Linked DNA regions of Rattus norvegicus: region 2 is linked to region 1. The links are chromatin contacts, called in public Hi-C maps. All regions are on one chromosome and are shown on one strand. Each heading gives the region's core, a stretch centred on a gene start, on an enhancer-like site or on the middle of the called end of the contact. The rest is flanking DNA. Distances are from core to core; before and after follow the strand shown.

Region 1 (3,339 bases), core at 128-2,627:
CAGTGTGTGAGGACAAGCACACTGGGCCTGTGTCCTTACTCAAACTGGCCTTTTCCAAATGGACAGCAGTGTGACCACATAAGTATAGCACTCTAAATTTTTATCTTTGACGATTTTTTTTTTCGTCTTTGTTAGCTGGAAGAACCTATCAGTGTTTGGCTCTCTGTCTCTGTCTCTCTGTCTCTGTCTCTCTCTGTCTCTCTGTCTCTCTGTCTCTCTCTCTCTGTGTGTGTTCAGTTGTAACTGCTAATTTTCTAATTGATCTGACCACGTGATAAATGTTAAAACTTTTTTTTCCTGTATCAGGTCACACTTTGATGCCTTCTGTAATTATTGAGATTTGGCTGTCAGGATCCAACATCCCTGCGTTTAAACTATCTTGACTTTGCTCATGAATTCTTGGCTCTCTCCTCTGTTAGGGGCTTGGCTTGACTAGCTAGCTGCCTTTTATCAGTGGCAATCTACCAAAACCCTGTAATGTGCTCAGCACAGGGCGGAACAAATCCGTGTTCTACCTCACAATTTAAGGAAGGCAGGGGGCTAGTTTTTGTTTTAAGATAAAAATCTTTTGACAAAACACAAACTCCCCAAAACTTCCTTTAAACCAAACAGCATTGTCACGCCCACAAAAGCTCCTATTGCTTACACAGCCAGATGACTCAAGATCACTAACATTTCTATTCATAAGGACTTTGCTGGCCCAGAATCAGTACAACAGGCCTTCCCCCATCTTCCTTCACCCTCCCCTGGGAGACTGACGTTTGGAGTACCTCATTTATTAGGGGAAAAAAAAGACTGTGTTTTCTGCCGGAACTGTTTGTCCCGGGACTTTAAAAAAAAAAGCCACCCTTAAGTCCCTTTTCAAGTTCATTCACTGAAGTAGGGCAAGGAGGTGACAAAAGGTAGTAAATTTACTGATGACCTGAGTATCCCTCTGAGGAATCTCTGAGACATTCCTGTCATCCAGAGTCAGGGCTGAGGCAAAACACCCTGCCTTCTGGAAGTTCCAGGGGGCCATTTTCAGCTTTTGCATTGTACCCCAATGAAAATCAGGCCTCTTCTGGCCTTCGGAGCACCCACTTTCCCTGTAAATTAAAACCACCCACCCCACCCCACCCCAAAAAGTCTCTACTAAACCCGAATGCGTCCCCGAGGCACTCGTGCACCGCGCCCGACACTCCCCAACCTTTCCGGGTCGGGGCCAACAAGGATCGCACCGCACCGGGTGGACAGGGTCGGCCGGGAGCCCAGGGCGGCCGGCCGTCTGTCTGTCCGTCTGCCCGTGGGCTGCGGTCCCGGAGCGCGCGGGAGGAGCGCGGCCGCGGCCGGCGGAGCGCGGGCGGCCGGGAGGGGGCGCCGCCCGGGCGCGGTGGGTCCGGGAGGGCGGCGGAGGCCTCGGAGTCGGAGTCGGAACGCGGCGCGGGGTCGCGCCTGGGTCCCGGGCGCCAGGCCTCTGGCCAGGGCAGTCGCGGGTCTCCGTGCAGCGCCGCCCCTCGGGCTGGGGAACTTGTCCCGCGCGCCTCGCCTGCAGCCGCCTGCGCCTCCTCGGCCGCGCCGCCCCCGTCTCCGGTCGCGGCCGCGCGGCTCTGGCTTACAAAGGAGGGAAAATGCGGCGGGCAGCGGCGCAGCGCGGGGGCCCCCGGGCGGCGGGGATCGCGGCCGCCCCCGGCACCACGTAAGACGCCCCCGCGCGCCCAGCCTCGGCCCAGGCCCGAGCCCCGCAGGCAGGCGAGCGCTGCGCGTCGCCCGCGGCCCGCGAGGAGGCGGAGGAGCAGGACGAGGCGCCGCCTTCCCCGCGCCGCGCGCCCTCGCCCGCCGTTGTCTGCGCTGCGCTGCGCTGGACCAGTTTCGCGAAGTTGCCCGGGCCCCGCGTCGCCCAGATGTGCGACCTCATTGAACCGCAGCCGGCCGAGAAGATCGGCAAGATGAAGAAGTTGAGGAGAACTTTGTCCGAGAGTTTCAGCCGCATCGGTGAGTGTGGTCCGCTGTACCCCGGTGTCCTGCGGGCGATCCCCGGGCTCGCTCCCTCGGTCCCCGCGCCCTCTCCGTGCTCAGGGCACCAGCCAGGCAGCTGCCACCTCCGGGTGAGGTGCGGACAGGGATGGAGGAGGACCTCGGTGGGGACTCCCGGCAGGGCAGGGATAAGCTGGAGGGCTACCCCTCTCCCCCACGGTCTGAGCTTCATTCGTGGACTGTCTCAACCCTCCAATTTGAGTTCCTCCTCCCCGCCAATAGTATCTTTGGCGCCTACAGTGAACTGGAGAGGGGACACCAGGTCCCCACCGCCATCGGGGCTCTGTGGCCACCCAGGTTACTTTTTTTTGTTTTTGTTTTTGTTTTGTTTAAAGAGCGTTGGTATTAGGTGTTTAGCCAATAATGTAGCTTTGGGAATTGTCGAAACGTTGACAGGCGCCTGATGTTTTTTAACGTACTCAACCTAAAGGAAGTGGGACAGATACCTTGGGACCTTTTGTTCCGTACTTCTGGTCCTATAAATGGAGGTTTGGGTGTTCAGTTTGTAGGTCTCTGAACCTTCTAGCTGCTATGGTGAAATGCGAGCTGTGAAGTTGTGGGGGCATTTAGAATAAGTCTCATGAACTTGCACTGTTAGTGCAGTCCAGAGGCTATTGTCTTCTTTAAAAAGCAACCAACCAATTTAACAGAGAATAAACAAACAGCAATAAGAAAAAAGGATCGAGGAATGTTTAGGATACTTAAAGAATGAATCCACATTACAGGCTACAGCAAGATGACAGCTGTGTCATGTGGAAGGGGTTTGTTAAATCTTGAGTGTTGGTGGCAGAGAGCGCCTGTTAACCTGAAGGCATACCTGCTATCTAAACTTTTGTCGCTAACTTTCTTTGATACGGGTAACTGCGCAAAGCAAGGGATTCTTATAAGCCCCAAACCAACCCATCAGAGTGTCCAAGCATACCTTCTGGCCTTTGGTTCACCTGTTATGTTAATAAAAGTTAATTAATTAAAAATAAGCCAGTTCCTTAAAATAAAACCATGATGTGCCAGTGAGTGTCAGCAGTCTGTTTCATAGCTCATTATCCGTACATGCAAACTGTCTTCAAATAAACATGGATAAACGTTTAGTCAAGATCATCATTATCATTATTATTATTATCATTATTGTCAATTTTGTTTGACATTTTGCTTTTCCTGAGAACGCTGTTAAGTTATGTGCAGAATGCACATTCGTCATGCCTTTTCTAATCACATGTATTGAATATACAACGGACCCACTTTTCTGAGTTAGGCACGTGAGTGTCGAGTCCTACATTCAAGTCAAGTTTGAAGCCAAGAGGAGTGTGAGAGTGAGGTGGGGAGCCT
Region 2 (3,603 bases), core at 765-3,264, 52 kb after region 1:
AATTTTGAAAAGTTCTTATTGCTTGTTAAGATTGATACAATACCGAGGAGAGTGTTAATTCTCTTAAGATGAAGCAACTAAATTGGCTTTCAGGTTGCATTTCAATAGAAACGTTTACCTTTAAGGGATAACCACAAAATAATAATCCTGACTGGTGCTCCTGGGTTAATGATCCATTTGATTTTTTTTTAATTATTAGAGCTAAACTTTTGGAGCACTTTTAGGCTTGTAGAAATTTAGAGAAGAAAGTATAGCATTTTTGGAATCACTCCTTCTGCCTCTCTTCCTGTGCTATTAATGTCTTAATGTACATTTGTTGGTGGTAAACCAATGTGCTCATTGCTGTCACCTAGAGTCTCCCTTAGGGCTTACTTTGTGTCGCACAGTTCGGTATTTTGACAAATACATCACACGTGTTTCCCATTGCAGTGATAACAGGATAAGTTAAGTGCCCTAGAAAGTAATTTATGCCTTATCCCCCACTCTTGTCCTGAAACCTTTTCTAGACTGTTACTTATGCATCTGGACTCTCATGCTGTGTAATGGTGTCAGAATGGCTTGTTTCACCCAGCAGGAAGCGATTAAGGCCCTCCATGTCTTGTTGCAGCTTGGAGACTAAGTTTTTAAAAACAAAATCTCCAAAAGATTTTTTTCTGCATGTGTGTTCCACAGTTCATTTATCTATTCCCTTATGCATTGATGTCTTGACAGCTTCCATAGCAGCCAGGAGTGAAGTGGCGACCAGAATTCTTGTACAGGGCCGAGTGTGGGCATGGGCTTGGGTTGTCAGACTTCACATGGAGATGGGATTTGGAAAGGAGAATCAATTTCTGTCTCTCTGGCACTTATTTCTTATTCTGTCATAATGGCTTGGTTGGACAAGTCTAGTACTAAGGCTCCAATGTTTTATTAGAAGGGAAATATAGCTAAGGATGTATTTTTGGGGGCAAACTACTTATTTTCAGATGAGTAGTACAATTTCTAATCCTGTAAGTGGGATTTGTTGATCTGATCAAAGCCATGGGCAGACGCCGACTGCTAGCTAGCCACTCTGAAGCTTAAGTTATTTATTGATCAGATGTTCATGTGTAAGCCGAGAATCAGAATCGAGGCACATGCTGATTATCTGATATAAATCAGTGTGACCTCTTACCTGTTTCATAACCTTGTGTGAGTGCTTTATTTCAGAGCAAAGGCACCGTGCACATTTCACACGCATGTCTGGAGGACGGCCACATCTCTGGGACGCTAATGTGGCTCTTGCTCGCTGGGGAGTAGGCAAAGGGGCACTCATTCTTCATGGTTTCCTGTGGCCATTAGTAATCCTGCCAGGGGGTTGGATGTCCTGGGACCCTGCCAGCCTTTCTTCAGAGAGGTTGACTCATGTTGAAAGATCCTTGGAGCTCCTGTGGTCGGTTAGCTCTTCTGGTTCGCTGCTCTCGGTGTGAGACAGAGCCCGTGCATTCCCAGCTGAAAACCTAACTTGCAGGGGCTCAACTCTAGTGAGGCGGCTTCAGCTTCACTTATCTATCCATCCATCTATCCATCCATCTATCATCTATCTAACTATCTGTCTGTCTGTCTGTCTGTCTGTCTGTCTATCTATCTATCTATCTATCACTTTAGAGACTGGCAAGCCCCTCGTGCTGCTTGGGGATCTTGTAAGCACGGATTAGCCCATCATTTTAGAACTTTTACAGCTCTCAGGGGAAAGCGCTTTGCCACTTTGCAGACACAATTACTGGTCTATGACAGCGGAATAAGGCAGACCAAATGTACCCTTATGCTTACCCCTTTCTTCCCGTGCCTCCCTTTGCTTCCTTCAGGGGAAATTGCTAATTCATCTGGACTGTGAAAGCTTTTGAGCTGCAATGGGGGGAGTTATAACATTATCGTCCGATGTTCCTTCATAAGTCTGACCTTACTGTTTTGGCATCTGAAGCTCAGTATGTCACACCCAGTGGCCTGGGATCTTGCTGGATGAAGCCAATGAGTTCTTTCATTTTAGTTTGTGAGGGCTCTGAGTCTCTGGAGCTGGTCCCCGCCCTGTTCATAGGGACATCCGGTGAGCACAGTTGCCCCTGTGACAGAAAGAAAGTGAGAGGGAGGAACAACTTTCTACTTCCTTGTTCTTTCTCCAAGTCACAATCAGGAAGCCTTTCTACACTTAGAGTGAAACTCGAAAGGGCGAGGAAAGTATTTTGTAGACAATGACTGGCAAAAGTTAATAATATTTTGTTGCTCTTGGATATTTAAGCCCCCTGCTGACACCAACCAGGACATGCCACAGAAACTGGTGTTTCAAAATGTTTTCTAAGAGATTTATTGATAAGAATGGATGCCACAAACATTTGGCGGTTAGTGATGACTGCTTCTCACTTCTTTAATAACTTCATTTGGTGGTGAAATGAAGAGATTATCACAGTTTTACATGCCTAGAGAGCTTATTCAGCACTCTAAATCATTAACTATGATCAGGCCTTTGGTTGCAAATTTTGGTTCTTGTTTCGGTGTGTGTGTGTGTGTGTGTGTGTGTGTGTGTGTGTGTGTGTGTGTGTCTGTGTTTTCAGTGCAATTTGTTAACCCAATCTTTTCTTCATGTCTTTATTTTCTTACGTAACCCTCAGTAGAGGATGTTAGAAACTTAAGCTACAACAAAGGACCTAAGGGTGGGTAGGAAGATGAGTTAATCTGAATATCTTACTTCTCTAGAGCCATGGTGCTAGAGATGTCCAGGATCCCTGTCAGGAATCATTCTACAGTTCCTGAACCAGTGCTGTGTAATAGTGACGTCCCCTTGTATAATTCTTGCTCTCCCCAATGTGAAAGGTGGCTTTTGGGACTGAAGAAATGAACTGTTAATCTTGGTTCATTTAGGTAACCGCACGCAGCTAGTGGCTGCTTCATGGAAGAGCCCAGCTCTAGGGAGCCATTTGCTTTCCCAAGGCTTGTCTTAAGCTTTAACTAATGGGCTGCTGGACTTATCAACTAAAGTAAAAGACGTTTACTTTTTTGGTTGTTTTTAGTCAGTGTGTTTTATATCTCTGACTGGCTTCGACTTCACTGTGTAGCTGAGGATATGCTTGAATGTCTCCCTCCTCCTGCCTTTATGAGGTGCTGGGATTACTGGTGAGAGCCATTGCATGTGGCTTAGAATGAGAACTTATTGTCCACCTAACTTCGAACTAAGCATTTTGCCAGATATTTACGTTTTTCCACGAGAATGAACACTGTGAGCTCCCTTTACACTGTAAGGAAAGCAGGGCCTGTGGAACAGGGGTAGCTTGGCCAGGGCCGTAGATGCAGTGGATGTCTTGTTCTCGTTTTGCTAGTTTAGTGGGTTTTTTCCTCTGCAGTGACAGAATTCCTTGTTAGCCAGCCTTAATTTGTGCTTTTCTAATACTTTCTTAGGACCACATTGCAGTTTTTCAACGTTTTCATCATCCTAAAATGAAACGTCAGGCATGATTGCATCGTCCCCTCTCTCCACTGGCTACTCCTCCTTTGGTTGTCTCTAAAGAGTTCCTGGAATTCACATCAGTGACATCAAATATTCCCTTGGCTTCTCCAGGCTGGTGTAGCAAAACAACTCCGTCCTGGGGT

What was found. Hi-C and Micro-C count contacts between places; a contact is called where the count stands out from the background.
Region 2: a contact with region 1 is called in a Hi-C map of Schwann cells, with 3 times the contacts expected there. The contact joins the enhancer-like site here to the promoter of Cdk14 in region 1. A contact is called at or near these places in 3 of 12 Hi-C or Micro-C datasets (Schwann cells, mammary epithelial cells and psoas muscle).

What each region holds. Positions count from the first base shown.
Region 1 is chr4:29,619,840-29,623,178 of GRCr8, forward strand. It overlaps Cdk14 (cyclin-dependent kinase 14), which reads left to right and starts at 1,378. Exons shown (of 15, transcript NM_001395582.1): 1 at 1,378-1,971. The coding sequence starts at 1,881.
Region 2 is chr4:29,670,732-29,674,334 of GRCr8, forward strand. All of the region lies in intron 2 of Cdk14 (cyclin-dependent kinase 14), which reads left to right. Among named protein-coding and RNA genes, the nearest start is that of Cdk14, 51 kb to the left of the region's middle. Within about 2 kb of position 2,015, at least 16 of the 93 cell types and tissues checked have an H3K27ac peak or open chromatin away from gene starts, as enhancers often do. A contact at or near this core is called in Schwann cells, where this site is marked.